Linked DNA regions of Zea mays: region 2 is linked to region 1. The links are chromatin contacts, called in public Hi-C maps. All regions are on one chromosome and are shown on one strand. Each heading gives the region's core, a stretch centred on a gene start, on an enhancer-like site or on the middle of the called end of the contact. The rest is flanking DNA. Distances are from core to core; before and after follow the strand shown.

Evidence for each region. Hi-C and Micro-C count contacts between places; a contact is called where the count stands out from the background.
Region 2: a Hi-C map of tassel shows a contact between it and region 1, with 4 times the contacts expected there. The contact joins the promoter of LOC100193898 here to the promoter of LOC100382880 in region 1. A contact is called at or near these places in 5 of 25 Hi-C or Micro-C datasets (bundle sheath, ear, endosperm and 2 more).

The regions. Positions count from the first base shown.
Region 1 is chr5:33,504,204-33,510,671 of Zm-B73-REFERENCE-NAM-5.0, reverse strand. It overlaps LOC100382880 (Cell division cycle protein 48), which reads left to right and starts at 3,366. Exons shown (of 9, transcript NM_001328004.1): 1 at 3,366-3,503; 2 at 3,653-3,815; 3 at 4,535-4,763; 4 at 5,017-5,783; 5 at 5,892-6,113; 6 at 6,187-6,258; 7 at 6,340-6,468. The coding sequence starts at 3,463.
Region 2 is chr5:33,775,429-33,781,896 of Zm-B73-REFERENCE-NAM-5.0, reverse strand. It overlaps LOC100193898 (Organic cation/carnitine transporter 7), which reads left to right and starts at 3,168. Exons shown (of 7, transcript NM_001359324.1): 1 at 3,168-3,368; 2 at 3,472-3,612; 3 at 4,195-4,466; 4 at 5,155-5,392; 5 at 5,691-6,222; 6 at 6,318-6,468. The coding sequence starts at 3,598.

The DNA.
Region 1 (6,468 bases), core at 2,117-4,616:
CATCTCATTGTAAGGACGAGAGGCTCCAAGTTGTGGAGATTCCTCGCAAACGGGAAAGAGTAAAGAAAGAAGAACACCGTGGTATTCAAGTTGATCATTGGATCACTTGAAAGGAGTTGAGTGCAACTCTCGTCCATTGGGACGCCACAACGTGGACTAGGCAAGTATTGTACTTGGCCGAACCACGGGATAAATCCTTGTGTCTCTTGTGCTTGTTTTCACTGTGTCAATTGTGGTTCACAAGAGCTCTCCTTAGTCACTTGATTTCATTGTGCTAACACTTAATCAAGTTTGTGACTTTAAGTTTCAAGTTTTTACGGATCACCTATTCACCCCCCCCCCCTCTAGGTGCTCTCAATAGGAAATTGAGTTTGATTTGCAAAAACAAACCAAGTGGTGGCAAAGAATGATCCAAATATGCAAATTTGAATCAAAACAAATTTGTGTACTCATTCGCATTGAGGTTGCACTTCTTTTAGTTGATTTTTGTTGTGTTGGCATAAATCACCAAAAAGGGGGAGATTGAAAGGGAAATGTGTCCTTGGGCCATTTCTAAGTATTTTGGTGATCAAGTGCCAACACAAATGTTTAAGTGTGAAACTATGCCAAATGGTGGAAGAAGTGCAAATCAACACAAAGGTATGATTCTAGACTTAGTATATTGGTCTTTGTGTGCTAACATTTGTCTAAGTGCTAGAATCAGAGAAAGGAATAAGAGTTGGCTGTGTACAGCCAACTGCTGCTCAGTCTGGGTGCACCGGACTGTCCGGTGCGCCAGGCTGGCTCTGGTGAAAAGGCTGCTCTCGGGAATTCGTCGGCGGCGTACGACTATAATTCACCGGACTGTCCGGTGGTGCACCGGACTGTCCGGTGAGCCAACAGTCGGCCGAGCCAACGGTCGGCCGTGCAATCCACGCGTGACGCGTGGCCGGGCCAACAGTCTAATGGGGCATCGGACTGTCCGGTGTGCATCGGACAGTGTCCGGTGCGCCAACGGCTCCAAATCTTCAACGGTCGGCTGCGCCAGAATAGGAAAACAATCAGCACCAGACAGTGTCCGGTGGTGCACCGGACTGTCCGGTGCGCCACCCGACAGAAGGCAAGAATTGCCTTCCTGGATTTCTCTCAACGGCTCCTAGCTGCCTTGGGGCTATAAAAGGGACCCCTAGGCGCATGGAGGAGGACACCAAGCACACTCTAAGCATTCTTGATCATTCGCACTCTGTCTTTGCGCACTCGATTGGTATTCTTAGTGATTTAAGCTCCGTGTTAGTGGTGAACCTTGTGTTATTCATTTGAGCTCAAGTCTTGGCTGTGTGTGTGCGTATTGCTGTGGATTTGTGTGTGTTGCTTCCCTCCCTTACTCTATTGCTTTCACTTTGATTCTTATTGTAAGGGCGAGAGACTCCAAGTTGTGGAGATTCCTCGCAAACGGGAAAAAGTTAAGAAAGAAGAACACCGTGGTATTCAAGTTGATCATTGGATCACTTGAGAGGGGTTGAGTGCAACCCTCGTCCGTTGGGACGCCACAACGTGGAGTAGGCAAGTTTTGTACTTGGCCGAACCACGGGATAAATCACCGTGTCTCTTGTGCTTGTTCTCACTGTGTCTATTGTGTTTCACAAGAGATAGGTCATTAGCCACTTGTTTAAATTGTGCTAACACTTAATCAAGTTTTGTGGCTTTAAGTCTTAAGTTTTTACAAGATCACCTATTCACCCCCCCTCTAGGTGCTCTCAGGTGGCAGGCGGGAGGCACGGGGGCGAGGGCAGAGTGTGGACGCTGACGCTAAACTCTTAATAGAGTAGTATAGGTTCAAATTCCTTACACTCAGCAACCGACAAATTAGTCAGCCTGGGTCACTATTTGGGGAAACATCGTTGTGATCTTTGGGATCGACCATCGTGGCCGATCTAATAGATCTGATTTTTTCATCTCTAGTGGAGTCGCCAAAAAGTGTGTTGGCTCCAATTTGGGGCCAAACACTTGTACCTCCTGGCAGCGCGGACGATCCGCGACTTTGGGCCGGATGGTCTGCAACCTCGCTACAGGAGGGTCTCCTCTCTGTGTCGCTTTGGACAATCCATGCTCAGGGGCCAAACGATCTGCAATGGCACATAACCTTCTTCCTTGTAGGAACCTAGATCTCGCCTCCTAGGAGGGACCCCATCGGGAGAAGAGATCTTAGTGTGCTCCCGGATCAGCAGACCACCCAAGTCGTTGCCAAAACGACGTAGAGTCGTCTAGGGATTAAGATAATAGGTCGAGCAAGAGATTTTGGACCAAGTGGATCTTGCCCCCGGGACCTTATCGGGGTAAGATCTTAGGGTCGTCTTGGGGTCGGCAGGCCACTCAAGACGTGTTTAGACGATGCAGAGTTGAATTAAGGTGAAGATATGAGTTGAAAGCTACAACTAGGCTACGCTACACATACGCCTAATACATGAATGATAATGAAGATAATAGATTGATTCAATTGTAATGTGTTCGGTGTTCTCAATCGGTCGTACTACTTTTATATTTATATGGGGAGGTCTGAATTCGTTCTTAGGCGAGATCCAACAGACTCTCACGGATAGATTAGGATAATCACGCGCGGATAAATACTCCCGACCGAGTTAATCAACGTGATTGGTTGCCGGCGTCTAGAGCGTGTGGCTCGCGCTAGCCCAAATCGGTAGAACACATCTCCGTTTCTTCTCCACGCATATAGACAGGTGGATGAAAAAATACCTCCGCTGTCTATTGCATGCTAGAATCATTTCATGCACGTAGTCAACGCTCGCGGTCAGGCTGGATAGAGACAGCCTGCCAACCAATCAAATGAAATCTGATCTAGATCGTCCAGGTTATCCCACGCACCGTTAAGGCTACATGCCTACATATCAAATATGGTGCTCAGCAGAAATAAAAAGATTTCAAACTGATTCATCAAACAAACCGCTCTTGTATACATGCTTCAGCGAAATAAAACTTGAGGAAACAAAGAACTTGATTACAGCACAGTGAAATTTGGATTCCATTTTTAGTTTCCTACTCCACCGTCACGATGATACCAAACTTCTCTTTGCTGCCGCTTCTGCTTCTGCTTCTCCAACCTCGCACGCGACGACCACGATTAACACGGTGAACATGGTCCCCACCCGCCTCTATCTGCCTCATTTCCACGTGGTCCCCACACGTCGGGAGGCCCATACACGACGGCCCGGGCCTCCAGGAGATTCCAGAATGATCACTGCCATGTGGGCCGTACACCGGCCCAGGCCCCGCGAGTCAGTGACGTACCCGTGACGCGGCCCTCCGAGTCCCAAACCCCTGCTGCAAGAAAGAAGCTATAAGGAAAGCTAATCCCCCTCGTCGAGTGCTCCGCATCTCGCATTCTCGCCGGTGCTGCTGCAATTAACGCCGCCCCCGGCCAACCACCCGAAACCTACCTCCGCCGCCGTTGTCGCCACCGTCAACATGGCGAGCCAAGGGGAGCCCTCGGCCTCTGCTTCCGATCCGTAAGATGTCGCTCCCTCCCTCCATCCCCGGTCGATCCGATCTGGTTGAGCCGTAGGGTTGAGGATTTCCGGACCCGATCTGGGTTGTTTGGTGTCAATGTTTCGGCGGTGGATTCGTTTATCAGGTTTTCCGGTGATTGTGTGTGCAGGAAGGAGAAGAAGGACTTCTCGACGGCGATCCTGGAGAGGAAAAAGTCACCGAACCGCCTTGTCGTCGACGAGGCCACCAACGACGATAACTCCGTCGTCGCGCTGCACCCTGACACCATGGAGAGGCTGCAGCTCTTCCGCGGCGACACCGTGCTCCTCAAGGTCTAATATGTCTAAGCCGAGCTTTTCACAGCAGCTTTGGGAAGTTGAGCTGGTTTAGCAGATTGTATTATCACGCGACCGATCTGTGTGTGACCGACCCGAATTCGGTGTATTCATAGTGCAGATCTATTAGAAATAACCTTAGCTTTATCACTGTAAAGTACTTGCTGAGTTTGCTGAGGGTATTTGGGCCCCTCTGATTCGCTGCTATAGTATGTAGATTTTTGCCAATTTGCATTCGTACACCATTGATTCAGTTGAAGGTTAATAGTAATCTAGATTGCTTTTATTGCTTCAGTAGCATATTTTAATATACTTGGTTTGTTATGTTCAAATATTCTCCTCATACATTTGTTATAGATTTAAATGCAACCACTCTTTTTGCTTGAATATCTCATGTTCATCGTTAGAACAGGGAATCAACACTATCTAGTATTATTCAAATTTGTGCTCGTTGTTCTGTTAGATGGAGATGATGGGCTGCATACAGAATTGTTATTTTATGATTCCTAGCATGATAATTTGGATGTGATGTCTGGACTTGTAACTCTACTGTGTACAGGGGACTGCACAATTGTATTGTATTGGCATATCTTTTTTTCAAGTCTATAGGGCCCAGCAGCTAGTTTGTGTTATGGCGGGTAACAAAATTTGTTAGTGAACTTTATGGCTACTGTCGTCCATGTATCTGTTTATCACCTTATGTTTTTTTGTTATAGGGTAAGAAGAGGAAAGACACTATTTGCATTGTCCTTGCGGACGAAACCTGTGAGGAGCCAAAGGTTCGGATGAACAAGGTTGTCCGCCAGAACCTAAGGGTGAGGCTTGGTGATGTGGTTTCTGTCCACCAGTGCCAGGATGTGAAATATGGGAAGCGTGTCCACATTCTTCCAATTGATGATACAGTTGAAGGCATTACAGGGAACCTGTTTGATGCCTTCTTGAAACGTGAGTCTGTGATCTTGTATATTTCTTAGTTGATCTATTTTTTGCATTAGCATGGCTCTGTGATACTTAATTTACATGTTACTTGAGTATTGCTCTATTCTTCTGTTGTCAATGGTTTACTGAATTCTGTGCATGGAGTCTGACATTTATAGTACCTATACCTAATATTCTTGTATATTGTTTTTGCCATGTCATGCTATACCTTATTGCTGTTTTGCCATTTTCTAATAACATCCCTTATGAAACCGTGCAGCATATTTCCTAGAAGCATACAGGCCGTTGAGGAAAGGAGACCTTTTCCTTGTCAGAGGAGGAATGAGAAGTGTGGAATTCAAAGTGATAGAGACTGATCCTGCTGAATATTGTATCGTTGCGCCAGATACTGAAATATTTTGTGATGGGGAGCCTATTAAGAGGGAGGATGAGGAGCGTCTTGATGAAGTTGGTTATGATGATGTTGGTGGAGTTAGAAAGCAAATGGCCCAAATCAGAGAGCTTGTTGAGCTTCCACTACGCCATCCTCAACTTTTCAAATCTATTGGTGTGAAGCCACCAAAGGGCATATTGCTGTACGGGCCACCTGGTTCCGGAAAGACTCTTATTGCTCGTGCTGTTGCAAATGAGACTGGAGCCTTTTTCTTCCTGATCAATGGTCCAGAGATTATGTCAAAGCTGGCAGGGGAGAGTGAAAGCAATCTCAGAAAGGCATTTGAAGAAGCAGAGAAGAATGCTCCATCTATCATTTTCATTGATGAAATTGATTCCATTGCACCCAAGAGAGAGAAGACCAATGGAGAAGTAGAGCGTCGTATTGTTTCACAGCTACTGACTCTTATGGATGGACTGAAATCTCGTTCCCATGTTATTGTTATGGGTGCTACAAACCGACCAAACAGCATTGATCCTGCTCTTCGAAGATTTGGAAGGTTTGATCGGGAAATTGACATTGGAGTTCCTGATGAAGTTGGCCGTCTCGAGGTTCTCCGCATTCACACTAAGAACATGAAACTAGCTGAAGATGTACGTAACCGTAACTTATTCTTGATTCATTGCTCTCGACATTGATTATGAATATGATTTCTGTCTTCTCCTCTAGCATCTCTTGATGTCCATTCTCTGAATTTCCAGGTTAATTTGGAACTCATTTCAAAAGATACCCATGGATATGTTGGTGCTGATCTTGCTGCCCTTTGCACTGAGGCTGCTCTTCAGTGCATTCGTGAGAAGATGGACATCATAGATCTTGAGGATGAGACAATCGATGCAGAGATATTGAACTCAATGGCTGTTACAAATGACCATTTCAAGACTGCGCTTGGAACAAGCAACCCATCTGCTCTTCGTGAAACTGTGAGTACCTGCCTATAATTGTCTGTGTGAGCTGCTTTTGTTCTGGGATGCTTAATATGCTTTCTGGATTCAGGTTGTCGAAGTCCCAAATGTCTCTTGGGAGGATATTGGTGGGCTGGAGAATGTCAAGAGGGAGCTCCAGGAGGTAATTAGATGCTAATTGACCACCTGCTCTTGGTATTGTTTATGTTCCACATTTTGCTGATTTCTTTCAAAATTGATGCAGACTGTTCAATATCCTGTGGAGCATCCGGAGAAGTTCGAGAAGTTTGGCATGTCTCCATCCAAAGGAGTTTTGTTCTATGGTCCTCCTGGTTGTGGTAAGACCTTGTTGGCAAAGGCAATTGCCAACGAG
Region 2 (6,468 bases), core at 1,919-4,418, 270 kb before region 1:
CCCTCCCATTGGAGGAGGAAGATGAGGCCACCCTATTTGGGCGATGGCCAGTGAGGATGACGCGTCCGCGTGGAGCATCGACGACGCGAGGGGGTTGTCCACGACGTGCAGCGATCGTACCGACGACCACAGGCACTGGTGGAGATGGCGAACGACGAGCAACTGCCGCTGCAGTGGGCGGAGGCGGTGGTGGTGCTGCCAAGTCGACATCCATTGGGGCCGATGCAGATGATCCCGCATCAAACACCGGCGCCGGTGGCGATGGGGATGCAGTGGGGAGTCCACACTCCACCACCGGCAGCGGAACCACCGCTGTCCATCCATGGAGAACGCAGAAGTGCACATTTTGCACTTGCACACGGCGTTCAGGGATCGCATGCACCGGTGGAAGCGCTGCGGCTTGACCAGCGGTGAACGCCTCCAACATCGAATCATCAACAATATGCAGTACTTCGCGCATACGGCGTATGCGCATCGAAATGGTATTTTCCATACCTTGCTGTTGATGTGCAGATCGATCTTGATGTTCTTGTCAAGAACAGCGAGTTCTTCCACTTTCCCCTTCTCTGATTTCTCCTTGAGACAGTGCTGATAACGTGTTGTGTTCTATTGCAGTGCTCAGTGGCAAATGGAGAGACAACAGAGAGAATGAGACAAATTACTGGTGTGTCTTGTTTATTGCAGAGATCCTCTTTATATACATGGTACAAAGGGCATCTGACCCGTTGATTAAATAACTGTAAAATGGACGGTTGGATGGGTCTTGATCATATGTACAATATTTTGTAACAAAGAGGACGCCCCAAGCGCCGCACCCCGCGTGCAAATGCGCTGCCTCCAACGGGTCACCGAACTTGAAGCGCGTGGCGAGTGCGTTGTCGCCGATGAGTAGAGCACCCACGCAGACACGAACACACGGATGGCGTCTGCCACGGCTCCACCATGCTGCACCCCTTCGCGATGGCCACGAACCCGCCGAGGAGGCCATTGCAGACGTCCACACCATGTTCCAGTGGCCCGTCTGGAGCCGCTTCCCGACAACGTTGCGAGTGCAGCGACGCTGTCAGCGAGAGTGGTGGTGACTACGGTGCGGAACACAACCGACCACTGACTGTAGCCGTAGACGGTCCTGATGGGGCCGTAGGACTTGAGAATGGTGGTGAAGGTTCCGGGGTTGAACCCGTACGAGCCGAACCATAACCCTCTTTTGTTAGCTGAGAAAGTCGATTATTGACTTGGTTGGAAGTAGGGGTGTATACGGTACGGATATTATCCGACCATCCGACCGTCCGAAGAGGCTAATTATTCGGTTGGATAGTTTTTTTGGATATCCGCAGAATTTTCGGATTTCAGATTCGAATTCGGATAGTACAGTTCGGATATCGGATACAGATATGATATGACTGATATCCGTCGGATTTCGGATATCCGGATATCTTCTCGGATAACTGTCCGAATTTCATATTTCGGATATCCGGACATCTACCCAGATATCTTACCACATTTCAGATTTCAGATATTCGGATAGTTACATGTGGAATCGCCCTAAATATCCAAGTTTCAACATAATCAATACTTCACTTTATCATTTTCATATGGGGATTTGAGGTTATGTTCTTATATAATGTTTATTGTTCCTGGTAACATATTTGCAATTTTCATTCGACAGTGGAATATTTTATGAATTTAAATGCATTTTGATAATTTTTTGTAGAAAAAATATAATAATACACAAATAGTCTAAAAAATCATGAAATTTGACGGAGGAACAATATATGCCCATATAACATCCTCAAAAATGTTTGGGCCATAAAATCTAGAGATTGCCAATATTTTCTTTCAATTCACTTTCACTTGTTACGTGAGTTACATGTGATATCACCTTAACTATCCAAATTTTAACATAATCAATACTTCACTTTATCATTTTCACATAGGAACTTCATATTATCTTTAATAGAATGTTTATTGGTCCTGATAACTTATTTACAATTTTTGGTAAACACTAGATTATTTTATGATTTTAATTACATTTTGATGATTTTTGTAGAAAGAAATTAATAATACACAAATAGCCTTAGAAGTTCATAAAATTTGACGGAATTTGGCGTGTGAGTAACATATGTTCATATAGCATCCTCAAAAATGTTTGAACCATAAAAACCACAAGATGTCATCAATTATTTCATTTCATTTCCACTTATTTGTGAAACCCGTAATGATTACATGTGAAACCACCATAATAATAAGTGAAACCACATATCATAGTTATCAATATTTTATGAATTTAATTGCATTTTAATGATTTTTTACATAAAGAAATTAATAATACTCAAAATAGCCTTAGAAATTTATGGATTTTTATGGAGGTGTAGCATATGTGCACATATAATCCTCAAAAATGTTTGGAATAAAGGAGGGGCTAAATGATTACAACTATGATATGTATGGAATGATGTCTTACACGATATCCGACAAAAATATTTGTTACCGACGCTATCCGTGTCCGATTAGCTCCGTATTCGATCCACAACTATCCGTATTTGTATTCGTATTCGAAGCTATCCATATTCGAATTCGAATCCGACTAAAAATATGAAAACAAATATAATTTTATTGATATCCGTCCATATTCGATCCGATTACACCCCTAGTTAGCAGTCACTGGAGGGTGTGGCATGGCAAACTGGCATGCAGCGGAGGTAGAGACACGTGCACGTTAGATGACCAAAGAGGCTCGTGACCAATGGATCTGCATTCAATGGCTGATCATATTATGAATGATGACGTGGCTAAGTTAGAAGGCGAGCGTTCTGCTCCGCTTTAAGGTTGATTTGGTGACTAACGATCACGGAGATTGTAGTGATATGATAAGTCACCAAATCAGCTCTTAATATATACTCTCTCCGTTTCTTTTTAGTTGTTGCTGGATAGTTTGATTTTGTACTACCAACGATAACTAAAAAGAAACGGAAAAAATACTACTATAAGTTCCTGCTGACAGCGACAAACCGACGTTTTCTTTTGGCTTTGTCCCACTCTCACTCACCTCCGCGTCGGTGGGCGGCCAGCCCGTCCCGTTGCCCGTTACGGACGCGTGGCAGCCCGCCTCCGCTTTGAGCCTTTGACCAATGAAGATGGTAATCTCAGTCAAAGCGCGGGATGCATTTCGCATCTCCTTCGGTCCTTCCCCAGCCCATCCGGTACGGAGCCAAATCTCTGGCCGAACGAAAAAGCGCGGAGATTTCCAGGGAGAAGCAGTGTTGCAGACGCCCGGATTCGGGGCGCGTCGTTCCTACATAGACCGCGAGTCGCCTCCTGCACCTGCGGGATTCGCCGCCTGTCCCAGATCCAAGAAACGCATAACGGTTCGCTTCTCCGGCTGTCCTCGCATGGCGCTCGGCAGACCCGTTGCTTCTCGTGTGCGCGTAGGCTGATTCCGTGTGCCTGCTCCTTGTCTGGATTTCTTAGGGCGTGGAGCCAGTTGGGCCAGGGAAGATTTAACCAGTCGGGCCCGGAAGGAGCCTAAGGGTTGGATCTGATGCTACCAGGTCGCTGAGCATCGCTACTGAAGGGGGCAGCTTCTGATTCCGGCAGATGGCTCCTGAAATGGTGAGGATCTCGTGAGCCTCCTCTCTTCAGATTCAGCTGTTTGGGTTCTTGTCGGTTACTTGCTATCCAGTTGGCCCTAAGCTTTAGGAATGTGCAAGGCGAGGGAAAACAAAGCAGATAACGTGACTACGTGAGTCTGTGACGTGCCTTCTTGTTGGCTTTAGTTGTCTACCAATTGGTGATCGATTGTATATCATTTAGGGCTTGTTTGAGAGCAAGGATACTGGAGGAATTTGAATAGCAAGAGAATTTTAGCCCTTTCAATCCCCTCTGGTATCCTTGCTCTCAAACAAGCCCTAAATGCTATACAATCGATCACCTACCGTTTTACCACTATCTGCAATAAAGGGCCATTTAAACAAGCAAAGCGTCTGTTTAAATGGGATAGGTGGTGTCTAAATGAGCTGAGTGACATTTTAGGCAAACAATTTTTTTACTTGTGTGTATCTGTAAACCAGTGTTGTTTTACCCGCACATAGAGGTGGGGGCTGAACTAACTCTATTTAGCCATGGCTGATCTGGTTATACAAGTAGATTAGATTTACTGTGTTTTTTATGACAAGTGTGATCATTACTTTGCAGATGGAGGAGGGGCAATCAGCTTCCTATACCGTGGATGACGCTCTCTTGTCATCAGGTTTTGGGAGGTTCCAGATATTGATTCTTTCATATGCTGGGATTGGCTTAATTGCCGAAGCGATGGAAATGATGCTGCTATCATTTGTTGGTCCATCAGTACAGCTAGAATGGAAGCTTACTTCTCATCAGGAAAGCATGATTACAAGTGTTGTTTTTGTTGGGATGCTGATTGGAGCTTACTCGTGGGGTGTGGTTTCAGACAACTATGGAAGGAGGCAGGTCCAATCTTTTACTTATGTCATGTACCATTTTGCACAAAATTATGCAAGTCAATTTCCTTTTTGCTGATGATTAACATGAAGTTACCAAGCTTGTTACTGATGTCATTTCTATTGCACAGTTGCTTCTTCCTACTTCCTAGTTATAGCTGATTAGTATCAATGTCATGTTTGGGATCAGAATACGCCATGTGTAAAAAACTCGGCCGGTAGGGAAAAGGCCGCCCCCAAGGTATTATATTAAGAAGAAGCTCAATCGGAGCCCTGACCGAAAGGTCATGAAAACTGGTCCCCGTGCAACATGAGGGTTCGCCCCATATAGGCTAGATCTTTACTCCCTCCCAACCCCTACACGAGGATCCGACCTCTATAGGTCAGCCCCATCTCGTGTACATACAACCAGGGGAACAAGCTAGTGACCTTTTTTTAACCTTAGCCTGAAATTCGTTCCCATTGGGATTCGAACTCAGGACTTAAGGAGTGCTACTCAAACCAGCTAACCTATTGGCTAGAAGATGTCTCTATGATTGTTCACATGAATGATCATGAATTAATCAGGAACAAAGTTCAATACATGTTACTTTCGAGAACGAGCTTCAAATCATTCTCAAAGTTTATAGTCATGAATCAATTGCTTGTGTACATCATACAAGTCCTAACACTCTGTTTTATTTGGATTCTATAGGAGAGGCTTTCTCTTTACAGCCATTATGACAAGTGGAGCTGGATTTTTTAGCGCTTTTGCTCCGAACTATCTATCATTAATTTCCCTGAGATTCTTAGTTGGTATTGGTTTGGGAGGAGGACCTGTTCTGGGATCTTGGTTCTTGGAATTTGTTCCTGCTCCAACTAGAGGAACTTGGATGGTGGTATTTTCTGCATTTTGGACTGTTGGAACAATCTTGGAGGCATCTCTTGCATGGGTATAATATTTGCCCCTGAATATTTTGAAACTGATAGCGCTATTCATATTTTATAATAGTGCCCAGCATGAAAATCAGCAGTAAACATTGCACATGAACATAACCTGATGCAACTGATTCTCAATTTCTCATTGTATACTCCAGTTTATTCAGAAATTTATGGACCACTCACGAACAGTTAAATCTGCTAATAGGGTTGCTGATTACCATACAAAAGATTAACCTGTAGTATTAATTTGGTCTGTTACTTGATCATTTTTTTTCCATGCCTAATTTTTTTTCACCATACTAATGGCAGACAATTATGCCCAAGTTTGGTTGGAGGTGGTTGTTAGCATTATCAGCTGTTCCATCTTTTCTCCTGCTGCTATTTTATGCCATTACACCAGAGTCACCAAGGTTTCTTTGCATGAAAGGCCGGACTACTGAGGCTGTGGATATATTGGAGAAAATGGCAAGACTAAACAATGTACAACTACCTTCTGGTAGGCTTGTTTCTGACAAAAATATTGAGCTAGATGAAGTTTCAGGATCTTCAGAGTCCACGACACTTCTGGCTGGTGCCGAAGAAAGTGACAACCTAAATGAGGATCAGGGTTCTGATTTCGGAGGTATTAAGTCCGTCGGCAAGCTACTCGCACCAAAACTGATCAGAGCAACCCTGCTTCTGTGGATGGCCTTCTTTGGAAATGCGTTTGCCTATTATGGCATTGTTCTTCTGACATCAGAGCTCAGTAATGGAAACAGGATATGTGCCAAAGAGGATGTTGAATCAGTTCATTCAACCAATGCAAGCCTATATAAGAATGTTTTCATATCTAGTTTTGCAGGTCGGTTACTGGTGTGCATAGTATGGTTATCATAACTACCTTCAAAAGCATGTGATGAGTTGCTGACCAATGCTGCCATGTTTTCTTGAGAACAGAGATCCCAGGGTCATTTCTGTCGGCCATGATCGTGGATAGATTTGGTCGGAAGCGTTCCATGGCGTCGATGCTCTTCACTAGCTGCGTTTTCTTACTCCCACTAGTGTTCTCCCGGACAGATATACTAACCAGAATCTCCCTGTTTGGTGC